Linked DNA regions of Mus musculus: regions 1, 2, 4 and 5 are each linked to region 3. The links are chromatin contacts, called in public HiChIP or PLAC-seq and promoter capture Hi-C maps. All regions are on one chromosome and are shown on one strand. The core of a region is the stretch at or near the end of the contact, and the rest is flanking DNA. Distances in the headings are between cores, read along the strand shown.

The links. Promoter capture Hi-C pulls out the DNA fragments that hold promoters and counts their contacts. HiChIP or PLAC-seq counts read pairs in DNA pulled down with a chosen protein or histone mark. Capture Hi-C pulls out chosen DNA fragments and counts their contacts.
Region 1: a contact with region 3 is called in a promoter capture Hi-C map of pancreatic islet. The contact joins the promoter of Icam2 here to the promoter of Milr1 in region 3. A contact is called at or near these places in 23 of 39 promoter capture datasets (the 3T3-L1 cell line, 3T3-L1-derived adipocytes, the C10 cell line and 15 more), 2 of 15 datasets of contacts at CTCF or cohesin (pro-B cells and stem cell-derived epiblast-like cells), 3 of 484 Hi-C or Micro-C datasets (B cells, the G1E-ER4 cell line and the N1E-115 cell line), 6 of 115 datasets of contacts at active chromatin or transcription factors (the SCID.adh cell line, T-cell acute lymphoblastic leukemia, double positive thymocytes and 2 more) and 3 of 9 other capture datasets (adipose tissue, liver and pancreatic islet).
Region 2: a contact with region 3 is called in a promoter capture Hi-C map of pre-B cells. The contact joins the promoter of 1810010H24Rik here to the promoter of Milr1 in region 3. A contact is called at or near these places in 8 of 39 promoter capture datasets (the C10 cell line, the HPC-7 cell line, fetal liver and 4 more), 1 of 484 Hi-C or Micro-C datasets (CD4 T cells), 6 of 115 datasets of contacts at active chromatin or transcription factors (the 230-238 cell line, the SCID.adh cell line, effector CD8 T cells and 3 more) and 1 of 9 other capture datasets (adipose tissue).
Region 4: a contact with region 3 is called in an H3K4me3 HiChIP or PLAC-seq map of the SCID.adh cell line, with 13 read pairs. The contact joins the enhancer-like site here to the promoter of Milr1 in region 3. A contact is called at or near these places in 11 of 39 promoter capture datasets (the 3T3-L1 cell line, 3T3-L1-derived adipocytes, the C10 cell line and 7 more), 30 of 484 Hi-C or Micro-C datasets (the AtT-20 cell line, CD4 T cells, the CH12 cell line and 18 more), 5 of 115 datasets of contacts at active chromatin or transcription factors (the 230-238 cell line, the SCID.adh cell line, bone marrow-derived macrophages and 1 more) and 3 of 9 other capture datasets (adipose tissue, liver and macrophages).
Region 5: a contact with region 3 is called in a promoter capture Hi-C map of liver, with 5 times the contacts expected there. The contact joins the enhancer-like site here to the promoter of Milr1 in region 3. A contact is called at or near these places in 12 of 39 promoter capture datasets (the 3T3-L1 cell line, the C10 cell line, cranial neural crest and 6 more), 1 of 15 datasets of contacts at CTCF or cohesin (large pre-B cells), 8 of 484 Hi-C or Micro-C datasets (B cells, cerebellum, cortical neurons and 3 more), 4 of 115 datasets of contacts at active chromatin or transcription factors (bone marrow-derived macrophages, large pre-B cells and regulatory T cell precursor) and 4 of 9 other capture datasets (adipose tissue, embryonic stem cells, liver and 1 more).

What each region holds. Positions count from the first base shown.
Region 1 is chr11:106,380,905-106,385,943 of GRCm38.p6, reverse strand. Icam2 (intercellular adhesion molecule 2) reads left to right here and starts at 3,163. Exons shown (of 4, transcript NM_010494.2): 1 at 3,163-3,514; 2 at 5,005-5,039. The coding sequence starts at 3,460.
Region 2 is chr11:107,023,569-107,028,384 of GRCm38.p6, reverse strand. It overlaps 1810010H24Rik (RIKEN cDNA 1810010H24 gene), which reads right to left and starts at 2,516. Exons shown (of 4, transcript NM_001372502.1): 1 at 2,416-2,516; 2 at 117-575; 3 at 1-19. The coding sequence starts at 2,491.
Region 3 is chr11:106,747,957-106,752,617 of GRCm38.p6, reverse strand. Milr1 (mast cell immunoglobulin like receptor 1) reads right to left here and starts at 1,392. Exons shown (of 7, transcript NM_001033435.3): 1 at 1,229-1,392; 2 at 943-984. The coding sequence starts at 1,334.
Region 4 is chr11:106,436,805-106,441,251 of GRCm38.p6, reverse strand. It overlaps Ern1 (endoplasmic reticulum (ER) to nucleus signalling 1), which reads left to right. Exons shown (of 22, transcript NM_023913.2): 3 at 4,129-4,162. Among named protein-coding and RNA genes, the nearest start is that of Ern1, 49 kb to the left of the region's middle. Within about 2 kb of position 2,256, at least 74 of the 459 cell types and tissues checked have an H3K27ac peak or open chromatin away from gene starts, as enhancers often do. A contact at or near this core is called in the AtT-20 cell line, the HPC-7 cell line, the N1E-115 cell line and 4 more, where this site is marked.
Region 5 is chr11:106,321,840-106,326,435 of GRCm38.p6, reverse strand. Scn4a (sodium channel, voltage-gated, type IV, alpha) reads left to right here. Exons shown (of 24, transcript NM_133199.2): 18 at 183-305; 19 at 1,711-1,989; 20 at 2,175-2,228; 21 at 2,423-2,560; 22 at 3,544-3,648; 23 at 4,258-4,528. Among named protein-coding and RNA genes, the nearest start is that of Cd79b, 9.6 kb to the right of the region's middle. Within about 2 kb of position 1,400, at least 48 of the 459 cell types and tissues checked have an H3K27ac peak or open chromatin away from gene starts, as enhancers often do. A contact at or near this core is called in B cells, pre-B cells and pro-B cells, where this site is marked.

The DNA of each region.
Region 1 (5,039 bases), core at 1,914-4,413, 370 kb after region 3:
TTATTCCTTCACAAACACTTCATGACCAGCCTTCTGTTTCCATAAACAACCGTATTGGGATTCACTGGGATTTCACTGAATCTGTATATCAGTTGGGAAAGAAATGATCTTTCTTGTGTATTTCATTACATTTTATTTCAGGGGCACATAAGTGCCACAGCCCTCATAGAGAAGACAGAGGGCTTGTGAGGGTCAGTTGTCACATGGGGGTCCCAGGGGTCAAGCTCAAGTCACCAGACTTGGTGGCTAGAGCCTTTACCCTCTCAGTGAGCTGTCCCAGGAGCCCCTCAGACTTTTTATTTCTTCTCAAATTAAGTCTGTAAAGCTAATTTTTCTGGAATTTTGTTTCCTTTGTTCCATATTTTATGGCATACATTATTTATAGCTTTTACCTTTTCTTATTGGGTAGAGGGGTTGACAGTAGCCCAAACTAGCTTCAAATTTGCCATCCACCTGTCTCAGCCATCCAAGTGGTGCTGGGATTATACAACTGGGTCAGCACACCTGGCTGGCTTGCTCGCTCATTCATTCATTCTTTCTTTTTTTTTTTTTTTTTTTTTTGAGACAGGGTTTCTCTCTGTAGCCCTGGCTATTCTGGAACTCACTCTAACCATGCTGGCCTTGAACTCAAGACATCCATCTACCTCTGCCTCCCAAATACTGAGATCAAAGGCATGCACTACCACAGCCCAGGTTTATTTTTATTCTATTTGGTTTTATCTCATTCATTTGTTTATGGGTTGGTTGGTTTTGTTTGTTTGTTTGTTTGTTTGGAGACAGGATTTCTTTGTGTGGCCCTGGCTGTCCTAGAACTTGCTCTGTTGACCAGGGTGGCCTCGAACTCAGAGATCTGCCTGCCTCTGCCTCCTAGGTACTGGGATTAAAGGTACGCAGGGCCATCGCCTGGCTTATTTTTCTTTTTTAGTGGTGGTACTATACATAAAAGGGATGCTCTGTGCCCATTCGTTTATTTATTTGCAGCCAATCACGTTCACATTGTTCTGCATGTTATATTTGGACCAATCTTACAAAATGAAGCTATCCCTAAGACACCTCCCACTTCCCTTCCCAGCCCCAGCAGCCCCCCTCTCCTTCTGGGGTGTGATCAGTCTCTATATAGCCCTCTCTATTTCCATGGTTGTTCTGATGATAGTTACTTGCTTTCTTTTTGAGCCCTGTCTGGAAGTTTCCTCTGGCCTTGCATGTCCCTCCCAAAGGTCTTGGGAGAACCTGATCCTCACAATGGCTTCCTTTGAGCTTTCTCAGCTACCATAGCTGCCTGCCACTCATAGGGACTTCACCTTTCCCACGGTATGTGACCTTGGTGGAGCCACTTAGCCTCTCTGTGCCTCAGTTTCTCCTTCTAGGAGATGAGAACAGTAGTCATAGTTGAGCTTGTAGAATTCAGGAGTAAGCAGGTCATATTTAGGGAGCGCATTGACAGTGACCAGCCTGACGTAGGTATAGTCACCTGCTCCAAGACAACACTCTCATCCATGACAGGCCACATGTACGTACAATAGAGGTCCCAGAAGATTACACTGGAGCTACAAAAGTCATACCACATAGAGGCCTTATAGCCATCACAGCCCGGTGACAACATTGAATGCATCACTCCCAGATTCTCCTGGTGGTGTTAGTGTGCTACTGTGGTGCAGCTGTGTTCAAGTATAACACGTCTAACTATGTACAGGACGGTAGTGTCCTGTACCGTCTAGGTTTGTGTGGACACACTGTGGTGCTCACACCACCTGATGACAAAGTTCTCTGAACGTGAACTGCAAAGCGAGCTCTAGGCCAGTGTGGACCACTTAGCGGGGTGGGAAAAACACCAAGAGTCTAGGGATGCAGCTCTTGGCATGTGTCTAGCATGCATGAAGCCGTAGCGACTCAGTCACCAACACCCCTCCAAAAATGAAAAGACAACTCCTTCCCTGCCTAAGTGGTGTCTGTTTGTCTGCCCATTTGTGTTGCTGTATTATTATCACATTATTATTTATTATTATTATTATTATTACCCAGAGAAGGCCAACCCCCACCTTATCACCCAAAACCCTTGAAGCCCTCCAGTCCCCTGTTCTCAGGACTCTATCAGCCTAATGTGTGATCAGATACTCCCACCCTCCCCCCACCCTTCCCCCACCCTCCCCCCACTCTACCCCACCCCACTTCTCCCTTCTCCCTCTTTTCTCTCCTTACCTGGTCTTCGCTTTCTGGTGGAATCTCAAAGCCCAACAGCCTCATGTGGGGACTTCCCTTGATCCAGGCTGATAACATCTGCACTAGATAGCTATATACAACAGCCACTACTCAGCACTGTGGGAAGGACAGGATGTCACAGGGTCACTGGCTGAGCCATTGAGGCTTCCTCTACTTGAAATCTGGAGGACACAATGGACTGGGAGCTGGTCCTGCAGGTGGCTTCCTGAGCTCCAATAATGAGCCCTCAAAACCCTGGGGCTTCCTTTGGATAGGCCCTTTCTGGGATTCTACCGAGAAAGCAAGGAGGCCTGCTTTTGCCCTGCCTATCCCCCAGGTTCTAAGACAGAACTAAGACAGTAAGGTTGACTAAATATGGTGAACACAGTGCCTCCTGGGAAGGCCGTGTATCCAAAGTTCTCTGCCTGTGGTGAAGTGTGCCCGGAAGGAAGGCTAGGAAGACCAAGGTCCTGCCTGAAGTAAGGAGATGCACAGGAAAGCACTAACTGACAAGGCCAGGAAAGAGTCTAGGGTTTGGGAATAGGTTGTAGGCACTGTTTCCTGACCTCCTGGGCCCCAGGAGACGACTGTGGGCTGCCCTTTTGCAATCTCTGAGCCCTGTGTTGGCTGAATTAGGGCTAGGCTTCTGCTGGAAACTAAATGAGACATTGAGACATGCAGATATACGCAGGGCATTAGCAAGAGATTACTATGTGACTGCGTTCTAACTTTGGATATCATCTTTCCAGAGATGACGCCAACCGAGGCCTGGTAGAATTCAGAGTTCCCCTGATCTGAATCTTGGAGACCTCACTCTGCCCAATGTACAGTTAAAGAAATTCCATGTACACTCCCCCCACCCACACACAAAACACGTAAGTGCATGCAAGCTTGCACACATTCATGCATGCACACACACTTCCTGCATGTGATTTCCCATTGCTTTCCTATCCCCGCACAGGGAGCATGCAACGTGAGAGAACCCTGTTACACCCCTGCTTATCTGCTGCTTCCTGGCTTCCTCTGCATGAATTCTTGAGGCCCTAAAGGCTTGGGAGCTGGTCTGTGCATATTGTTTCCTGATCTCAGATAATTAGAGGAAATGAGCTCACTGGCACAGAGGAGATTGTGGATTTCAGTTGGGAGCGCCAGGCTTCACTCCCCGACCTGTAGCAGACATCTCTCCCTAACCCTCCAGGCAGCCGTCAGCTGTGCCCCTGAAGCCCATAGACTCCACAGACCCCACAGACCCCACCTGAGATGTCTTCTTTTGCTTGCTGGAGCCTGTCTCTTCTTATCCTGTTCTACAGCCCAGGTAAGCCAGCTCCCAGGGGTTTCAGCACATGGCATCTTAGGGTGGGAAGTACTAATACTCCTCAGGCATCGGGGTGGGGGAAGGGGACATCCTGGCCACAGAGGCCTCTCCACCATAGGTAAAGAAGACTGTGTCAGCCTGGCTTTGGTTTCTCATGGCCCCAGGCTAAGGACTAGGATCAAGGCCTTTTGGATACTAGAGGGAACAAACTCAGAGATCTGGGAATGTCGATGAAACATTCATCAATGAATGTTGATGTGACAGGCTACCGACGTTGGGGGTGGTGGACAGTGGGTAAATGGGAGACTCCAGAAGGAATGCCAGGGGCTAAGCGGAGATGAGGCAGCATGCCAAAGGGGCCTAGTGGACAGCAGAGGGCAGCCGATGATACTGTGCTCACTGGCAGAACAAAATGAAAATGAAAGCTGTTTCAGTGGGTCAAGGAGACCTGGAAGGACACAGCCTCTACGTGCTGAGTGTCCTATGTCTTAGACAACCTGCCAAACGCTTCCAAGCCTAATTGCACTCAGGACCCAGGGGAGGGCACATGATCCCTTTTAACAAGTGAAGAAACTGAGGCTCACAGAAAGAATATATATAACCAACGTTGAAAGTTCAAGTCCAGCACTATCTACATGGAAAGCCCCTCCTTTGCCGCTGAATTGAATGTCACTAGCTGATGGCTGAGTGGGGAGGGAGAAAGACAAGCCATGTGTAGGGACCCTGCTAGCCAGGATCCAGGACCATCGTGGTCCTCACAGAGTGGAGGTGAATACCGAGGGCCCCATTGTCTTACACCAGGTACATCCCAAATGTCTGTCCTGCATAGAGCTGTGTAGTCACCATAAAGAGAAACATGGGAAACTCAGGCCCAGCCTAAATGTCCTGGCTCCAACGATGTCTACAGAGCATCAACATAAATTATGAGCTTTATGCAACAGGTCCTTTTGATGGTGGCCTGTTGCTTTTCTGGTCTTATTTCCACCATTCCTCTTCCTTGCTAAGGTTTGGTCATCTCCGTTCTCCATTGCTTCATGAACGCATGCTCCCGATGGCAGGTCTGCGAGCCAGCGGCTCCGTTTATCTGCAAGGTGCTCCCACAGCGCATGAAAGGTTCTCTACCTCCCTCTGTCTTTGCTTCAACATCTCTTATTAGCTACGTTATTAAAAATGGAGTCCCTCCACTACCTCTACTCTCTTTCCCTGGAGCTTTGCCGCCACCCAGAGGGCATCCTGTCAGTTTTCGATGGTGATGTGAGCTCAGAGTTTACCTCCATTCTCAGAGGTGTCTTCATGACAGAGGGAACATTGTACGGGAGCTTAAGGAAGCCGAAAGTAGGCTTGAGGAAGACTGACCTAGGGCTGACTGATAAAGGGACTGGAGGAAAGGGGCCAACCAAAGGTGACCTGTCTCCTTGGGCCACTGGTAATAGAGAGCCCCAAGGACAGGCATCAGAGACGTCTGCTGCCAAGTGCTTTTGGTTTTACAGGGTCTGGTGAGAAGGCCTTTGAGGTCTACATATGG
Region 2 (4,816 bases), core at 1,267-3,766, 270 kb before region 3:
TGCACGATTCCATTCACCGCTGCTTTGGAAAAACAGGGTTTGGAGGAAAAAGCATTACAACTAGCTCCGGGACGGGGACGGGCGCGCGGGTTCCCGGGAGGGTGCAGCGCGCTCACCGAATTCGCTGGCGCAATAGGCCTCCCACTCGTCCGCGTCCGCGCTGCAGGCGCGCGCGCAGGACTGAGTCTCTGGCTCCCTGTCCTCCGGCGACAGCGCCTGCGGGGTCCCAGAGGGCTGCGCTGCTGCGCGCGGCCGGTTCGGGTGGGCGGGGCTGGCGGCGCGCGCGCCCGGAGGTCGCACGGCCCGAGAGAGCGCGCGCCGCGGAGAGTCCTCGGGCGGGGACGCGCGGTTCTCCGCCTGCGCGAGGCGCGGGCCCGGAAGCGCCGCGGGCGCGTGCACTGCATCCCGGAAGCCGGCGCGGTTGTCGGCGGGCGGCGCGGTCTTCCGGCGCCGGGGGTCGGGCCAGGCGCGCGGTCCTGCGTAGGCGGCACGCGGGCGGCGCGAGAACTCGGGCAGCGGCTGCGCGCGTGGCCCTGGAGTCTCCCGGGAGTCGGGCTTTCGGTGCGGCGGCGGGGCTGCGGGAGAAAGCGAGGCGTGAGCCCAGGGGAGGCGCGAGGGGAGCAGAGGGGCGTCGGAGCGAGCACCTGCTGTAGCTCTACACGAAAGGACCATTGCCTGTAGCACCAGGCTTCGGCAGGAGGCTGGCTGCGAGTTCGAGGAAGCCTAGACTACGGAGTCAAACTATCCTAAGAATAAACAAGTAAATCCAACATTAGTACTAAGAGGACATTATATTGTTAAGAAACTTTAACTATAGCTTTTCAAAGTACGGTCTTCTATTTATTCTAGAGCCAAACAGTTCAGGTGGCATTGGTTAAACACCTATACCCTACGCGCGCGCGCGCACACACACACACACACACAGAGAGAGAGAGAGAGAGAGGGAGAGAGAGAGAGAGAGAGAGAGAGAGAGAGAGAGAGAGAGAGAGAGAGAGAGAGAGAGAGAGAGAGTTTGTTGAGAAAGTACCAATAGCAAGTCCCGAGGGGAAACGTCTCGAGTTACAGGTTTCTCCTAATTGTTTAAGCGCCCCTGACGACAGAACTATTTGGTTTTCCCATCCGTGTTTACACTGTCATCTCGGCAAGGCAGCATCAAGAATTTGTGAGTGGATTTTTTTATCTGGCTTCTTGGACACCACTTAGTAGTAAACAACAGCTTAGAAGGGGTTTTTAAAGCTTGGCTGGGAGGCAGAGGCCCCTGAGTAATTATAAAAGCATTACCCCTCCCCATTAGGAAATCTCCCGAATATCAATACACCTTTTTAAATTTTATTAATGATTTTCTTCAGCTCTGCATACAGGTTGGAGCACAGCTTCAAGTCTGGGCAACTTTGCATGTCCAGGGATGCAATCTCACCACCTCCCAGTGCTCCTTCAGCCAAGCACAGCCCCACAACCTACTTTCCCTCGTTTGCATTAAAGAGCTTGTTGTGCCCCTTGCAGCCTTGACAGCACTTCCTTTATAATGATGCATCTTGCCAAATGAATAATCTTAAAAAATCAGCTTTCTCCCAGCAGGAATGGTTAGTTACACAGTTTGTGTTTTTGCAAAGCCATTGGATCTGACTCCCTCCCTATGTTAAACCTGCACACCATGCATAGCCGATAGATAAAGTTCTGGTGGCTATCCAACTCCTGTCAACTGTTGACCTCAGCTGCTTCCCCTCTAGACCACCATCTGTTGTCATGGAAAAGATGGTCTAATGTGGAGTTAAATGCCAATGAAGTCGTTCAATTTCCGTGTGGAACAACAACAATAAAATGACCTAAAATAAATTGCCCAGTTAGGTGTGGAAGCTATTATTCCCAGAGACAGTAAGATGAGCAAAATATCCTAACAATAGCAAAACAAAAACACCACCTGGCCAAGACTGCCTGATTTGTGTGTGTGTGTGTGTGTGTGTGTGTGTGAGAGAGAGAGAGAGAGAGAGAGAGAGAGAGAGTGTTATCAAGGTTCAGGTATACCAGAGGCTATACCAGAGCTGCGAGAGAGGAGTAGAATGCCCAGAGTTGTCGCACCATTGCTGGCCTGTGTCACCATCCCAAGCCTGGGAGCCTGTCCACAGCGCGCCGCGACCCCTTTTGACACTTTCCCTCCTCCGGATGCAGCTATTTAACATGCAAAGTTTTCTCCAGCTTGCCTGGCTCGCACGAGATCATTTCAGCAGCTGAACCCGTCTTTCCTTCTGAAAAGGCTGCCAAGGGACATGAAATATTGGGAGACCCTTGTCGCTGCTTTCTGGCACGCACGCAGACCCGGAGTCGCCTGTCCCGCAGGCTCTGACCCTTGGCTCGTCCCGCCCTGCGTCTCGCCCCTTTCCCAATCCCTGGGGCGCTGCATTTTAGCGACCTCACCTTTTCTCTCCGCCACCGGGGCTTCGGGGGACCATCCGACGATCAAACAGAGAAGCCAGAGGGCTCGAGCTGTCATTTTTGTAGACAGGGTTCCCCAGGCTGGAAAACGCAGCGAGGGCTTTGGCTCGCTTCCTCTCCCCCCACACACACCCCCACCCCCGTTCATGCTAATGAGGGGCAGCCTTTGGGGAAACGAGCATAGCTGGCTGCACAGACCATTGAAACAAAACGGAGCGGCGGGGATCTCTCCCTCTTTCCGAGGGGGGTCGGATGTGTGGTCCGGACTGGGCTCTGTGGGCCAGGAGAACAGCACGGCCTTGAGCTCTTGCTCCGGGTGGGTGGTGTGCTTGGGGTGAGGTGACAGGCTAGGGGAGAGTGAGGGTTTTGAGGGGGCTGAAGGAACGCGAGTGATGAAATCAACAACAAATAAATTAGCGCTTAGAATAGCTTGAGCTTGTTGAGGGGAGGGGACTCCGGATGACAAAAAAACGCATTCCAGGACCTGTGAGGCAATTGCCTGACAAACCAAGTTTGGCAAAGCTGTTTGACTGTATATGCAATCTTGATATTCTAGAGTCAGAAACGGGCCGGGGGGTCGGGGGGGGGGGTGTGAGCAAATTTTTTTTTTCTTGACAGCCCTCTCCTCTGCCCCCTTCCCATTCTCCTTCCCTCTTTTCTCCCTCCACCCATCCATTGATAACTAGTATTCAGTTGGCCACATTCACCAAGTGTATACTGAATGCCTAAAGATTGGCAAACCACCTTTCCAATGCTGGGGGCATCTCACTGCTTGGGAACAGGCAGTTTTTATTGTGTCTAAGAAAAGCAAACTCCTTTGCTGCTTATGTTCAGCTTCCTGACACAGCATCACAGCTCGATCGGTCCTGAGGGAAAGGCTTTTCCACTCAGATGAAATAAAACCGTCATTTGTCAAGGGGTGGGGGTGGGGAGATTAGGGTATCATTTCTCCAGAACAGGTCTGAAGCCTCGGGACTAATTCTCGGTCCACAGCTTCAAACCCAAACAGATGCACGAAGGCGCGAATGGCTTGGTGTGAGGTACACAGAGTTGCTGAGGAAGCCTCAGGGTTCTGCGTCACTGATCCAGGGGCCTGACGCTAGAGTGCTGGTGGACTGAGTAGAGTCTTGGGGGTCTCAGAAACTACAGAGTGGGAACACTCAGGCAGACAGAGGCAGGTCTCCATCTTCTGAAGAGACTAGGAGGCAGACTAGGTACACAGACCCATCAGTTTGTTCTCTGAGGTAGGAGTTATGGCTCAACTGGCTCAACTTCAGCTGCCCGAAGAATAACATGAGGGATGTAACTCAGTCAGTAAAATGCCTGCCTTAGAGGCAGGAAGTGCCGGATTGGATTGCTTGCACTTCATACATGAGGAGTGGTGGAGCCTATAACCCCAACCCGCTGAGGCAGAGTGAGGAAGATGGGTTTAAGGACATCCTCAGCCGCACAGAGATCTATCTCAGGCCAGCCTGGGACACAGGGGGCCTTGTCTCAAAAGTATTCACAGTATATAGTCACAGCTGGTGTCTCCAAAGAAGCAAGGGCTGTTTTTAAAAAAAACAAAAACAAAAACAAACCCAGAGCTGGAGAACTGGCTCGTGGGCTAAGAGCAGTGACTGCTTCTGCAGGACTACATTCAGTTCCCAGATGGCCACGAAACAACCTTGCTCCATTTCCAGGGGCCCCGATGCGTCTGACCATCTCAGGCTCCCGCTCACAGGCACTGCACTCCCATACAGGCAGGCACACACACACACTTCCATGTAAACTTAAATGAATATTTTTAAACAACAATATCAACCGACCAGACCCCCCCCCCTCAGAACTCCCATGGACTAAGCCATCAACACAGAAGTACACATGGCTCCAGCTGCATATGTAGCAGAGAATGGCCCTGTCATGCATCATTGGGAGGAGAGGTCCTTGGTCCTATGAAGGTTCGATAGATACCCGAGTGTAGGGGAATCGAGGGTGGAGAGGTGGGAGTGAGTGTGTGGGTGGGTGAAGGAACGCCTCATAGAAGCAGGGGGAGGGAAGATGAGATGGGGGTTTCTGGGAGGGAGGGAAACCAGGAAAGGGGATAACATCTGAAATGTAAGTAAAGAAAATATCCAATAAGAAAAGAAAAGAAGAGGGCTGGTGAGATGGCTCAGTGGGTAAGAGCACCCGACTGCTCTTCCGAAGGTCTGAAGTTCAAATCCCAGCAACCACATGGTGGCTCACAACCATCTGTAACAAGATCTGACGCCCTCTTCTGGAGTGTCTGAAGAAAGCTACAGTGTACTTACATATAATAAATAAATAAATCTAAAAAAAAAAAAAAAAAAAAAAAAGAAAAGAAAAGAAGAAAAGCAAAGGAAAAAAAATAGCCTCTCCAGCC
Region 3 (4,661 bases), core at 143-2,642:
TTTATTGCTATTCAATAAACTCTGACACCACAGACCGACGCAAAGATGTCCATCTAGACTGCTCCACTGTGTGCTCTCCCACACTCAGGACTTAACAGGCTGAAGCAGAAGGATTCTCATGAGTTCAGCATCAGCTTCGGCTACATAGTGAGTGCTAGGCTATGTAGCAAGATCTTATCACCAACAGTCCACAGAAAGAAGCTGCCTGCTTCGGGATGGGGAGGGGAGGGGAGGGAAGACAGGCTGGGTTGCACACAACAGCACTTTCAACTTTATGTGGTTAGCTTACACGGAAGGACCGATGTGCCGCAAAGACTGCAGAGGAACCAGGATTGGGGCCACCCCTTCTCACCGATGAAAGAAACCACCCTCAAAAGTCATTAGTTTGTGTGCCCGGCTTGCCAGCTGGGCAGCAGCAAGCCAGGCTCAGCAGCAAAGCACTCTGACTCCACAGTAGAGCTCTACCTAGGCATAGTACTAGTTGCCTGAATTAATTTAAAAGGGGTTTGAGTGGGCATGGTGGGCTGGGTCCCAGCATTTGAGAGTTTAGGAGTTAGTCTAGTTTAGCCTTGGCCACGTAATAGAGTTTGAGGCCAGCCTGACCTACATGAGGCTCAGCCTCAAAAGTAAATAAATTAATAAAAATTTACAAAAATCACGGGAGGGTTTTCTAGCTAAAAGTGATAACAAAGGAAGTTTGGAGGTTTTCATGGTAAAAAACAATCTCAGATTTTGCCCGGCCAAGTTTCAGGTGGAAAAACAAAATTGCTACAATTAATGCCCTCTCTAAACCTCAGCTCATTGGCCTCCTAGCAGATAATAGAAAGGCTTTGCTCTTGGTTGCCGATCTAAAAACACAGAAATCCCAGTAAGTGAACGCTCATGTTCAGAGTCAGCTATCTGACCATTTTGATGCCCATACTTTCAGGAAATGAAACTTACCGTTATTTTCCACCCTCGTACAATCCACTGCAGCATTCTGAACTGAAAGAGAAAATGGAAGATTAGAGAAAAAAAACCTCATTTCCCATGTGATTATTTTGAGAGATGATTCTTGTTTGTTTTTTCGTCTTTGACTTTTCAAGACAGGGTCTCTCTAGGTAGCCCTGGCTGGCCATGAACTCTGTGTAGATCAGGCTGGCTCCACAGAGATCCACCTGCCTTTGCTCCACCAAGTGCTGGCCCCCCCGTCCCAGAGTCAATTCTTAAAATATCGAATCAGGCTTACGTGTGATAGAAATTGTAAGAGCCCAAAGTAACAGTTTGTCCAGCCAGCATCTTATTCCCTTGAATGAAACGGCAGAGAGGCACATTGGCGAGTCACCATCGCCCATGGTTAATTGAGTTACTACAGAATGGGGCTCGGCTTCTGAGATTCCTCTTCCCAACCACACACAGGAAATGAGAGGATTTAGACAAGTTTACTCAACAGGACCTATGACTCGTTGGTTTAACTGTCCTTCATATTACTGGAACAGCTGCTCAGACCGCAAGGTCTCCTATCTCACTTAGAGCTGCTGCTTGGTGATAACGGATCTTTCTTTTTTTTCCCCCTTCTTTCCCCCTTTTTTCCCCTTCCCTTTCACTCCGGCCCATAGGTTTTTTTATTTGTTTTTCATTACAGATAGTTGTGAGCCACCATGTGGTTGCTGGGATTTGAACTCATGACCTCCAGAAGAGCAGTCAGTGCTCTTAACCACTGAGCCATCTCACTCACCAGCCCCGATAATGGATCTTTTATATTCTCTCTCTCTCTCTCTCTCTCTCTCTCTCTCTCTCTCTCTCTCTCTCTTCCTCCCCCTCACCCTCCCCCTCTCCCCCCCCCATCTCCCTTCCCCCTCCTAAAAGAAAAATGAAAAATGCCTCTGACAAGTAAGCCCTACTCTCCAGAGCACAGAGAACTTCCTGGCGTGCTGTCGGCCGTTGTTCATTTAAGATTACAAGTCCTTTGTTTGCTTCTTTAGACAAGCTTGGTTGCCCCATCTGCACAGGATGTGTTTGATCGAATGTAGGCTGGAGGTACATAAGCAGAGAGTATGCCAGGATGTTTGCTTGCTCCTGATTGGACAAAGGTGGAAAGTATGTAGCCTTTTGGGGTTTGCCTTTCTTTATAAACCTCCGATTAATGTACCTTGGTGACATACTCCCGGAATCCTGAGGATGGATTGTCTTAGCCAGCATAGCAATTTGGCTCAAAAACTGTGATAGTGTTCTTACTTTCACCCAATGGGATCAACACTTTCACACCACACACGCACACACGCACACACACGCGCGCACACACACACACACTTCCTAGCTGCCTATGAGGTGAGAGACAGGTTCCAGATGTATAAGGTACATCTTCTATACATGCAGCCTGAAGGTAATTGGAGGAGGGATTCAGAGAGTCCTTTGGCACACTCTTCTCAGGTCGGCGTATTCAGACCAGAACCTCAGCAACATTGCTCTCAGCTCCTCTCATCACCTCTGGAGGTAAGTCACACCAGGCTGCTCTGTAAGACCTTCCGGCCACCCTCCTGCCTCTCTAGCATCTTGCTTGGTAGATGATGTCTTCTTGGGTTTGGTTTGCAAATATTTTATTGAGTATTTTTACATCAATGTTCATAAGGGAAATTAGTCTGAAGTTCTCTTTTTTTTAATACTTGTTTATTTATTTATTATATGTAAGTACACTGTAGCTTGTCTTCAGACACTCCAGAAGTGGGAGTCAGATCTCGTTACGGATGGTTGTGAGCCACCATGTGGTTGCTGGGATTTGAACTCCGGACCTTCGGAAGAGCAGTCGGGTGCTTTTACCCACTGAGCCATCTCTTCAGCCCCTTAAGTTCTCTTTCTTTGTTAAGTCTTTGTGTGGTTCAGGATGTCTGTGGCCTCATAGAATGAGTTTAGCAATGTTCCTTCTGTTTTTATTTTGTGGACTAATTTAAGGAGTATTGGCATTAGCTCTTCTTTAAAAGTCTGGTAGAATTCTTCGCTAAAACCTTCTGGCCCTGGGCATTTTTTGGTTGGGAGAGTTTTAATGACTGCTTCTATTTCTTTAGGGGTTATAGGGATGTTTAAATATTTACCTGATCTTGATTTAACTTTGGTACTTAGTATTTGTCGACAAAATCATCCATTCCTTTTAGATTTTCCAGTTTTGTGAAGTGCAGGCTTTTGAAGACCTAGTGAATCTTTGAACTTCCCCAGAGTCCTTATGTCTCCCTTTTTATCTCTGATTGTCTTAATTTTGGTACTGTCTCTCTGCCCTCTCTGCCTATTAGTGTGGCTAAGTGTTTGTCTATCTTGTTTGTCTTTCTTGGTTTTGTTGATTCTTTGTACTGTTTGTTTCTAATTGAACAATTTCAGGTCCGAGTTTCATCATCTCCAGCTATCTACTCCTTTTGGGTGTGTTTGCTTACTTTTGTTCTAGAGCTTTCAGGTGTACTTTTAATTTGTATGAGAATTCTCCAACTTCTTTTTTTTTTTAAAGATTTTTAATTTATTATTATATGTAAGTACACTGTAGCTGTCTTCAGACACATCAGAAGAGGGAGTCAAATCTTGTTACAGATGGTTGTGAGCCACCATGTGGTTGCTGGGATTTGAACTCTGGACCTTCGGAAGAGCAGTCGGGTGCTCTTACCCACTGAGCCATCTCACCAGCCCCTCCAACTTCTTTATGAAGGCACTTGATACTATGAACTTTCCTCTTAGAACTGCTTTCATTGTGTCCCATAACTTTGAGTATGTTGTGTCCTCATTTTTACTGAACTCTAGAAAGTCTTTAATTTCTTTCTTTCTTTCTTCCCTGATCTAGTGACCACTGAGGAGAGAGTTGTTCAGTTTCCATGAATATGTTGGCTTTCTGTTGTTTCCATTGTTGTTGAAGTACAGTTTTAATCCATGCTGATCTGATAAAATGCAAGGGTTTTTTTCAATCTTCTTGTTTCTGTTGAGGCTTGCTTTATGAGTGAGTATATGGCCAATTTTAGAGAAGGTTCTGTGAGTTGCTGAAAAGAAGGTATATTTTTTTTATGTTTGGGTGAAATGTTAGATCCATTTGTACCATAACTTCTGTTAACTTCATTATTTCTCTGTCTAGTTTCTGTCTCAATGACCTGTTCATTGGTGAGAGTATGGTGTTGAAGTGTATGCTTCAATGTGTGATTTAAGCTTTAGTAATAGGGCATAGATATTCAGAATTGAGATGTCCTCTTGGAGGATTTTTCCTTTGATGAGTATGAAGTGTCCTTACCTGTCTCTTTTGATTACTTTTGGTTGAAAGTCTATTTTATTAGATATTAGAATAGCTACTCCAGCTTGTTTCTTGGGTCTATTTGCATGGAAAGCCTTTTTTCAGCCCTTTTCTCTGGGATAATATCTATCTTTGTTGCTGAGGTGTGTCTCTTGAATACAGCAGAACGATGGATTCTAATTACGCATCCGTTCTGTTAGGCTTTGTCTTTTTATTATGGGATTGAGTCTATTGATGTTGAGAGATATTAATTAATGCTCTTCCAGAGGTCCTGAATTCAATTCCTAGCAGCCAGATGTAGTGGGGTCAGATGCCCTCTTCTGGTGTGTCTGAAGACAGCAACAGTGTACTCAAATACCTTAAATAAATAAATAAATATTTAAAGGGGGGGGTGAGATGGCTCAGTGGTTAAGAGCACTGA
Region 4 (4,447 bases), core at 1,007-3,506, 310 kb after region 3:
GAATATATTATATGAGCCGGGCGTGGTGGCGCACGCCTTTAATCCCAGCACTCGGGAGGCAGAGGCAGGCAGTTGAGGCCAGCCTGGTTTACAGAGTGAGTTCCAGGGCTATATAGAGAAGCCCTGTCTTTAAAAAAACGGTGTTGGTGGGGGGCTGGAGAGATGGCTCAGCAGTTAAGAGCACTGACTGCTCTTCCAGGGGTCCTGAGTTCAATTCCCAGCAACCACATGATGGCTCACAACCATCTGTAATGGAATCTATGCCCTCTTCTGGTGTGTCTGAAGAGAGCAATAGTGTACTCATCATATACATAAAATAAATAAATAAATCTTGAAAAAAGAATATATTATATGAAAAAAACCTATTTTCAAAATAAACAAAAAAATATAGTGTACTCAAGAAGCCAGTCTCCGGTGAAAGATGGAGGGAATAATTTGTAGGGTAGAGGCTGAGGTGCTGGTAGCACCTAGTACAAATGTCCAGTTGATTCTGAGAAAATAGCTCCAAGTAGGGACCTAGGCCACCCCCCACCTTGTAGTTAGGGCTGGTTATAGATGCCCCTCCAGATGGAGCAAGACAGTACTCTGTCTGTCGGAGATGGGGACATTTTTACACTTCTGCCCTGATGAGCTCAGATGAGAAAGTATGGGCATCTGCTCTCCCAGTCCTGTCTCTGGTTAACCAGGGAGAGTAGATTAGCACAGTGTGGTAGCAGTGCCACCTGCCCTGGCCCAGGATGGAGTTTGATCCTTCCAGGGCAGCAGTGAGCAGGCTGGTTTCTTCCCAGGGTAACCTTGGGAGAGACCCAGCATTGTTTTCAGTGCTATTTTCCCAAAGCGTTACCTCATCTTTTCCTTGAGTTATACCCACTTAACCCTCCTTTTAAAAAATCATTATTATTATTTCTGTAAGTAAAACAGCTCAGTGAGGTTGGTATTTACCCTTCCTTACCTGGCCTGTGTTGCAGGAGTGTTTGCTTACAGCCCTGGAGTTGCCCAGGGTTTCTTTTCACCAGCTGACACTTGTAAGCAAGTATCATGCCTGATGTATAGTTGTCATTAGTAAATCAAAAACCACTTTCCATGTTGATCTTTCATCACATCACGGTTTCAAGTCATGTTTATTTTTGTTTTTGTTGAGGGTCACAAAAGTGTTCATCTTTAACCTTTATTAATGTAGGAAATTCCAAGCATATATACAAAAAATAGTGAAAAGACTGTGTGTCCCTGATTCTGTTTCTAACAAGTTACTAGCACTCTGCCACTTTGTGCTAATCTGCCCCATACACAACTCTTTTCTGTATTATTTTCGAGCAAATCTTGGATTCTCCTTGCACCAGATAAGGTCTCACTAGCCCAGGCTGGCCTTGAACTTTGAAATCTCCTGCCTCATGCTTCCAAGTGCTAGAACTCCATGCATATATTACCATGCCTGGCTATCAGATTGTTCTTTAAGAAGAGAAGGATCTGTAGAACAGGCTGCTGTTACCCCTCAGAAGCTGAGTCGCATATCGCTTGCTTCTGTCAGAGGTGTCTTAATAAATGAGTTTTTAATCTGGTCTATACCTTAGCAGAAACGTGTCCAGGTACCCTGTTATTCTGAGTATATAGCAAGTGTAAAGGAAACCACATGGCCACACCCCTAAAGTTTATCTTTTCCTTAGAAAGCAAGAATATTCCTTTATCACTGATGTTGTTGGTAGAGGGACACTGATGTTGTTGGCAGAGGGAACCTTGTGTTTTCCACTGATATTCTGTATCTTATGGTGCAGGCCTCAAAAAATAAATAAATAAATAAAATCAAAGAGCCAGTAGATAAGCCATAAAAAGCTAGGAAAATCTGCCTCTGAAGTCCATGAGACTGAGCAGACATTGTACAGCAAAGATCAAATTATGAGCAGGAATTCAAACACTTTAACATCCATGTCTTATTTTTATATTTGCTAGGTTTTAGCAGTACCTCTGCCCTCTGTTTTACCTGTGGCACCATTAAGTGGCTGAAGTGAGCAAAAAAGATGGCTTTTTACAGTGTTGTGCTTTCTTTGGAGTCTGACATTCTTGCTTTTGCTGGCTTGTGTGGCTTGCCTGGCTTTGAGGCTGAGTTGGAGATGCTGGGCCCTAATTGCACCTTGCCTGCTTTATTTCAGTTGAGTGAGTGTCGTATGCCTTTATTTCCTGTCTCTTGCATCAGTCTGTTTGTGAGAGTGTACTGAGAGGTGATTAATGGGAAAGATAAACATGTGCTTACTGACTGAAAGTTCACCCTGTTTCCTGTGAGTCCTTTGCTTTAGTGAATTTGTTTGCTACCTGCACAGCACATCTGGTGTGTGTCTCTGTTGTAAGCACAGGCAGTATATGATAAGGCTTGAAAGACTACTTCACAGGCGAGTCCCAAGTGACAAGAAGATCAGACAGCAGTCTGTCACCATGAGCCTCCTGAGTCTAGAACTCTGCATACAAAATCTTGCTAAAACGTTTTCCTCTCTTCTGCTCTATAGCTGTGGGCATTTGTTGGCAGTGCTGCCTCACTGTGCAGCCTCTTCCCTGAGGTCTTCAGATGTGGCAGCCTGCTCCTGCTACTCAGGCCCTCTCCACACTGTCCATCCCAGCCAATCAGCAGCCTGGTCTTCCGTTATGCCCAGGAGAAGAATTTGGCCAGAGTTTACTGCTGTAAACAGAGAAGGGAAAAAACAAAAAACAAAACAAAACAAACAAACAAACAAACAAAAAACCAAACCTCCATTTCTTTCTAATTGAAAAAGTAAAATCCAATCTTGTAGAAAATTTGAGAAAAATAAAAAAAGTGAAATTTGGTCATACTTTTAAAAAGAAGATCATTAGACTTTGGATCTTTCCATGTAGTGTTTTTCTGTTGTGCTGAAGGTTTTCTGTATTGTTACATTATAACCTATGTAGATGTGCCTTTTACCTGACTACATGACTGCAGAAGCAAAAAAAATTGTATATGCTTAAAACTTAGGCTTATTAGCACTGGGCCTGGTAGTGTAGAACTTGAATCCCAGCACTCAGGAGGTAGAGGCAGCCATTTCTGTAAGTTCAAGGCCAGCCAGAGCTAGTCAGACCTTGTCTCAAAACAAAATAAAAAAACCAACAAAAAGAAACATTTTATTAGACTTCTTAAGAGGCCTTAATTTTCCACCAAACAGATAATTTAACCATATCAAAGAATTTATAATGCTATTGTGAACATCTTTGTGCAAATAGCTTTTCTTGTATTTTATACTATTTTAAGCTAGATTTTATAGAAATACAATTAGTGGATCAAAGAAAATCATTACCTGAAGCCAGTAGGATTGCCATAAGCTCCGCAAGAGCATTTATTATCCAGTTAGCATCAGTTATGAAGTGTGGTGTTTCCTAATGGAAGGTATCCCAACAAAAAAACTAATGATTCAGTGTTTAGAAATTCCTGTGGTGGGGACTGGAGAGATGGCTCCAGATGGGTTAAGAACACTAGCTGCTCTTGTAGAGGACCTGGCATTAATACCCAACATGCATATGGCATTTCACAACCGTCTGTAACTCCACTGCCAGGCTTCCAATGCCCTCTTCTGGCCTCTGCAGACACTTTTTATGTACATGGCACAGAGACATACATGTGGGCAAAACATTCATGTATAAAATAAAAGTAAATATTTAAAAATTTTTATTAGATTTATTTTGTGCATGAATGTTTTACCTGTGTGTGTGTGTGTGTGTGTGTGTGTGTGTGTGTGTGTGTGTGTGTACACACACCATGTATGCTTGGTGCCCTCAGAAGTTAGAAGAGGGCATCAGTTCACCTTGAATTGGAGTTATAGATGGCTGTGAGGTGCCATGTGGGTTCTGGGAATCTAACCTGGGTCCTCTGCAGTAGCAACAAATGCTTAGAGCCACCCAACCATCTCTCCGGCCCACTATGTACCTTAGACTGTACTATGTACACTTAGTAAGAATTGTAAGCACGTACCTTTGTGCCTCTGTGTGTTTCCTGAAATGTCCTCACATGACTTACACAGTGGAGGTCAGCTTTAGTTGTTGGTACATCTTGTAAGTTGGTCCTGGAAAACCTCCAGGGCCCTGACATTTCCGAGCCCTTCTGATGATGCTTCTTGTTCTTTTGCACAGATCCAGTCCTGCAGGTCCCAACACACGTGGAAGAGTGAGTTTCCTTTTCTCCTCAGTATTTCCTTCTGACTTACCGTCTTATTTAGTTGCTGGGTACAAATATATGCACAAGTTTAAACTGTAACAAGAATTTTTGACACATAAAAATTCTCCATGTAGTATGATAGAAGCCTCTGTTCCTTGGTAAAGAAGAGGACAGTCATGTTAAAAAGGTTTGCGAGCCGGGCATGGTAGCGCACGCCTTTAATCCCAGCACCCTGTCTCGACACCCCCCCCCCCCCAAAAAAAAGGTTTGATTGAAATGGGACTTCTTGTCTTG
Region 5 (4,596 bases), core at 151-2,650, 430 kb after region 3:
TTGAGGTGAACCCTGGTCCTACAGGTGCTAGAGGCCACAAGCCTACTCTTCCCAGAAGACAGGATTATCCATCAGGGATGGGGTCTACAGGAGACACACAGAAACTGGGGTATCTCTCTCATGTGTCCCAGGCTAGAAGAAAGCCAGGGACCCTCCACCTCCTGAGCATGCACTTCTTCCAGGTCTCCATCATCAGTCTGGTGGCTAACTGGCTGGGCTACTCTGAGCTGGGGCCCATCAAATCCCTGCGCACGCTCCGGGCCCTGCGACCTCTGAGGGCACTGTCCCGATTTGAAGGCATGAGGGTGAGTAGTGGATAGAGGAACACTGAGGTTTAGGGCTGTGACCTATCTCCAGGTAACCCCATTCCCACCCCAGGTTCTAGTAGATTCTAAACTTAACTCTGCTACCACTGGAGGGCAGCAGAGGCTGCTGCAGTGGCCTGGAAGGCTTGAGGCAAGACCAGGAAGAAAGATCTACCTGCTGGTTCATGGGGGCTCCCAACTCAGATTGGGGGCCCCCCATAGGGCCCTGTAACATGAGCACGTGAACAAGTATTTCTGTCTGCTTCAGTTCTGAGCCTGTCCCTCTTGAGCATGGAATCATGTCCTTGGGTTCGGGGGCACTTTAGAAAAGATCCCCAAAGGCCTGTGAGAGAGGAAATAACAGGTAAACACAGGGCACGACCAGTGGGACTTCCCCCACTGACAGGAGATGAGACTCATTCCAGGGCAGCAGCAGGCTCAGACTAAGCACCCTGCCCTTCCTAGTTTATGTAAGATGCTGGCCTAAGGCTAGGCCCCCAGTCCTGGTGCTGAGACCTCTGCCCACTAATAATCTGCTCAGAGCCAACTGAGTGATTTGAAGAAACACAGCACCCCCTCGCCCCCACCCCTGCTCCTGCCACCAACTCTGTCCAGAGGTCATGACATAGCCCTTACTTAAAAGGAAACTACTCAGGCTAGGGTAAGCTCTGATGGTCGAGTGCTTATCTGGCATGCAGTAAGCTCAGGACAACCCCCTGAGATTCATACATGAGGTGTGGTGGCACACACCCTCTGACCCCAGCGCTCAGGAGGCGGTGGCAAAAACTTGAGGTCTCCCTCAGCTATATGGCAAGTTCAAGTCCAGCGTAGGATATACGAGACCCGGTCTCAAAAGGCCTAAAGAAGGATCGTGGCGGTTCTCAGATCCAGCCAAGACTAACGCAGCATGGTAGGCCTGTATGGCTGGGGCTGGTGAGGGTCAGGAACCTGATCCTGAATCCTGTTGCTTCACAGATCTAGGTGGTTTCTTTTTTAGGCCATTTCTGTGTCTCTCACAGAAGCAGTGAGCCAAGCCGGGTCACAGCCGGGTCACGTGGGCTGAGTTTCCTATGGGGGCTGAGAAAGCAATGTTTGTCTTGTGCTTTGTGATCCATGACCTGGGCTGCTTCCAGAGAAGCCTGGCCCCTTTACTCTGCCTTAATGACTCCAGCCAAGCAGAGAGCCTTTCTAGAAGACCAGCATGGTAGCTTCTAATCCTACCATTTACCCTACACACAGAGACCCCAGCAGACTCCTCTCACACCCAGGCTGGCTAACACTGCCCCTTTCTGAGTGGCAGTGCTTAGCTCCTGCATGGTCCCCTAGCTGATCTTAGCTGGGAGCCCCCTGTCAGATGCCAGGGAGTGGCTCTAGCAATGACCCCAACCACCACCCTGGCCCCTAGGTGGTGGTGAACGCCCTTCTGGGAGCCATCCCTTCCATCATGAACGTGCTCCTTGTCTGCCTCATCTTCTGGCTCATCTTCAGCATCATGGGGGTCAACTTGTTTGCTGGAAAGTTCTACTACTGCATCAACACAACCACCTCCGAGAGATTCGACATCTCTGTGGTCAACAACAAGTCCGAGTGTGAGAGCCTCATGTACACCGGCCAGGTCCGCTGGATGAACGTCAAGGTCAACTATGACAACGTGGGTCTCGGCTACCTCTCTCTTCTTCAGGTGGTGAGTGGCACCCACTGAGCCTACTCAGAAATGGGTAGAAGTGCCTGGTTGTGCCTCATCGGATCAGAACCCAGTGGGGTGGCAGGTGGTCTCGGGGGCAGGCTTGATCAGGGAAGTGGGGGAAGAACATGAATGGTGGTGTGTGGTGGAGCCCCTCCCCCTCATGCCCTGCCGTGATCTCTCAGGCCACTTTCAAGGGTTGGATGGACATCATGTATGCAGCTGTGGACTCCCGGGAGGTGAGTGGGGTCACTGAGTTGGTAAGTTGGAGGAGCAGCAATAGCGGTCCATTCTGTCCTCCCCACTCTCACCTGACACCTTCACCCCACCACACTATCTCCTTGGAAGACCAGCAGCCTGGGGAGGAGGGGCATCCTCCTCACAGTACTATGGGGATCAAAGAGAAACTCCATGTGTGTACCCCATCCTGCAGAAAGAGGAGCAGCCAGACTACGAGGTGAACCTCTACATGTACCTTTACTTCGTCATCTTTATCATCTTCGGCTCCTTCTTCACCCTCAATCTCTTCATTGGCGTCATCATTGACAACTTCAACCAACAGAAGAAGAAGATGAGTATCTGGCCCTCTCCAAAGGCTCCCTGCCCCCATCCATCTATTCTTTCCTAGAGGCAGGAGCTGCCTGGGCAGCCCCAAGCAGTCACTGACCTAGATGCCTGGGGCAGCAAGCATGGATGGAAAATCTCACTAGGGACTGAGTAGGGGCTTGACCCCGTGAGCCTCATTTTTTTGATCTGTAAAATGAGATTGATGTAGAGACAGACATGGTAATACACCTGGAATTTTATCACTAACATATCTGAGACAGTAAGTTCATAAGTTGTAGGACAGCCTAGGCTATATAGTGTGTATTTGAGGCCAGCCTAGGCTGTAAAGAAAGACCCTATCTCAATAACAATAAATGAAACTATGAAGATACAGACTAAGGACTCATTAGTGAAGCACTGGTAGAATTTAACCTGAAACTGGGAAATTGACCTGAAACAACCCTCTTTGCCCCTTACCCATTGTCGTCGTTGTCTTCTTCTTCTTCTTCTTCTTCTTCTCCTCTTCCTCCTCCTCCTCCCTTCCTCCTCCTCCTCCTCCCTTCCTCCTCCTCCTCCTCCTCCTCCTCCTCTTCCTCCTTCTTCTCTCTCTCTCTCTCTCTCTCTCTCTCTCTCTCTCTCTCTCTGTTGTTGTCGGGTTTTTTGTTTGTTTGGTTGCTTGGTTGGTTTTGGTTTTTTGAGACAGGGTTTCTCTGGGTAACCCTGGCTGTCCTGAAACTCACTCTGTAGTCCAGGCTAGCCTCAAACTCTGCCTCCCAAGTGCTGGGATTAAAAGCATGCGCCACCACTGCCTGACTCATCCCCTCCCCCACTTCTGCAGGCCCAGTTTCTCCATTATTTGCTGCTCTACCTGGTCCCTCCAAAGCTCTGTCTCCCCAATCAGACACCTTTTCAAGGGTAACGCCACCTTCAAGGTGGTGTTTGAAGTAGGGGGTCCTGGAAGCAGGGAAAGGAACCCAACTCAGTCTTACTGTCTCTGTCCTACTATACTTTGGAGGGAAAGACATCTTCATGACAGAGGAACAGAAGAAATACTACAATGCGATGAAGAAGCTTGGCTCCAAGAAGCCCCAGAAGCCAATCCCCCGGCCTCAGGTACCAGGTTCTGGGCCCTCCTCCTGTAACTTCTAACAGGCTGCTGCCTATGAGGCCAGCAGGAGTCAGTGCAGCCTGTGCTCTGCCCACCACCTTTGGGGACTCATAACCTCACAAAGGCGCTGCTCCCAAGCACAACAAGTGTCTCTGGGCTCCTGTTATTAGATTATCGCTCATCTAGCCCTGTGTAGCTTCCCAGTATCGACCCACCTTCCCATGTGGGACCTCTGGCCTGTGAGACAGGAGCAGGATGTGGAGGGCCACACAGTCCAGCAAGCAATGACTTGGGAAGAAGGGTAGAGAGAACTGGTTAGGGAGAAAGGGAGAAAAGGTCCCATAGTAGAGACTGACGAATACACAGGGGCGGTGGGGGGGGGGAGAGAGAGAGAGAGAGAGGGAGAGAGAGAGAGAGAGAGAGAGAACAATGTCTTCCCTTCTGTGGCATCCTTCACCACTATCCTTTACACCATCTCCTCCTTCTCCCCTCCTCCCCCACGCTATCTTTGTGCCATCCCATGCCACCCACGCATACCCATACCCATCCTGTCTGGGTCCTGGCCATATCCCCCAACCCCATAGCCCACGTGTGCATGTTCCGTGTCACTGCAGAACAAGATCCAAGGCATGGTGTACGACTTCGTGACAAAGCAGGTGTTTGACATCTCTATCATGATCCTCATCTGCCTCAACATGGTGACGATGATGGTGGAGACGGATGACCAGAGCCAGCTCAAGGTGGACATCCTGTATAACATCAACATGGTCTTCATTATCGTCTTCACAGGGGAGTGTGTGCTCAAGATGTTTGCCCTGCGCCATTACTACTTCACCATTGGCTGGAATATCTTCGACTTCGTGGTTGTCATCTTGTCCATTGTGGGTGAGCTGGCAGGGCCACACCAAGATGAGCCATCCAGGGGAGTCCTTCCTCCTGCACGCAGACCTGCG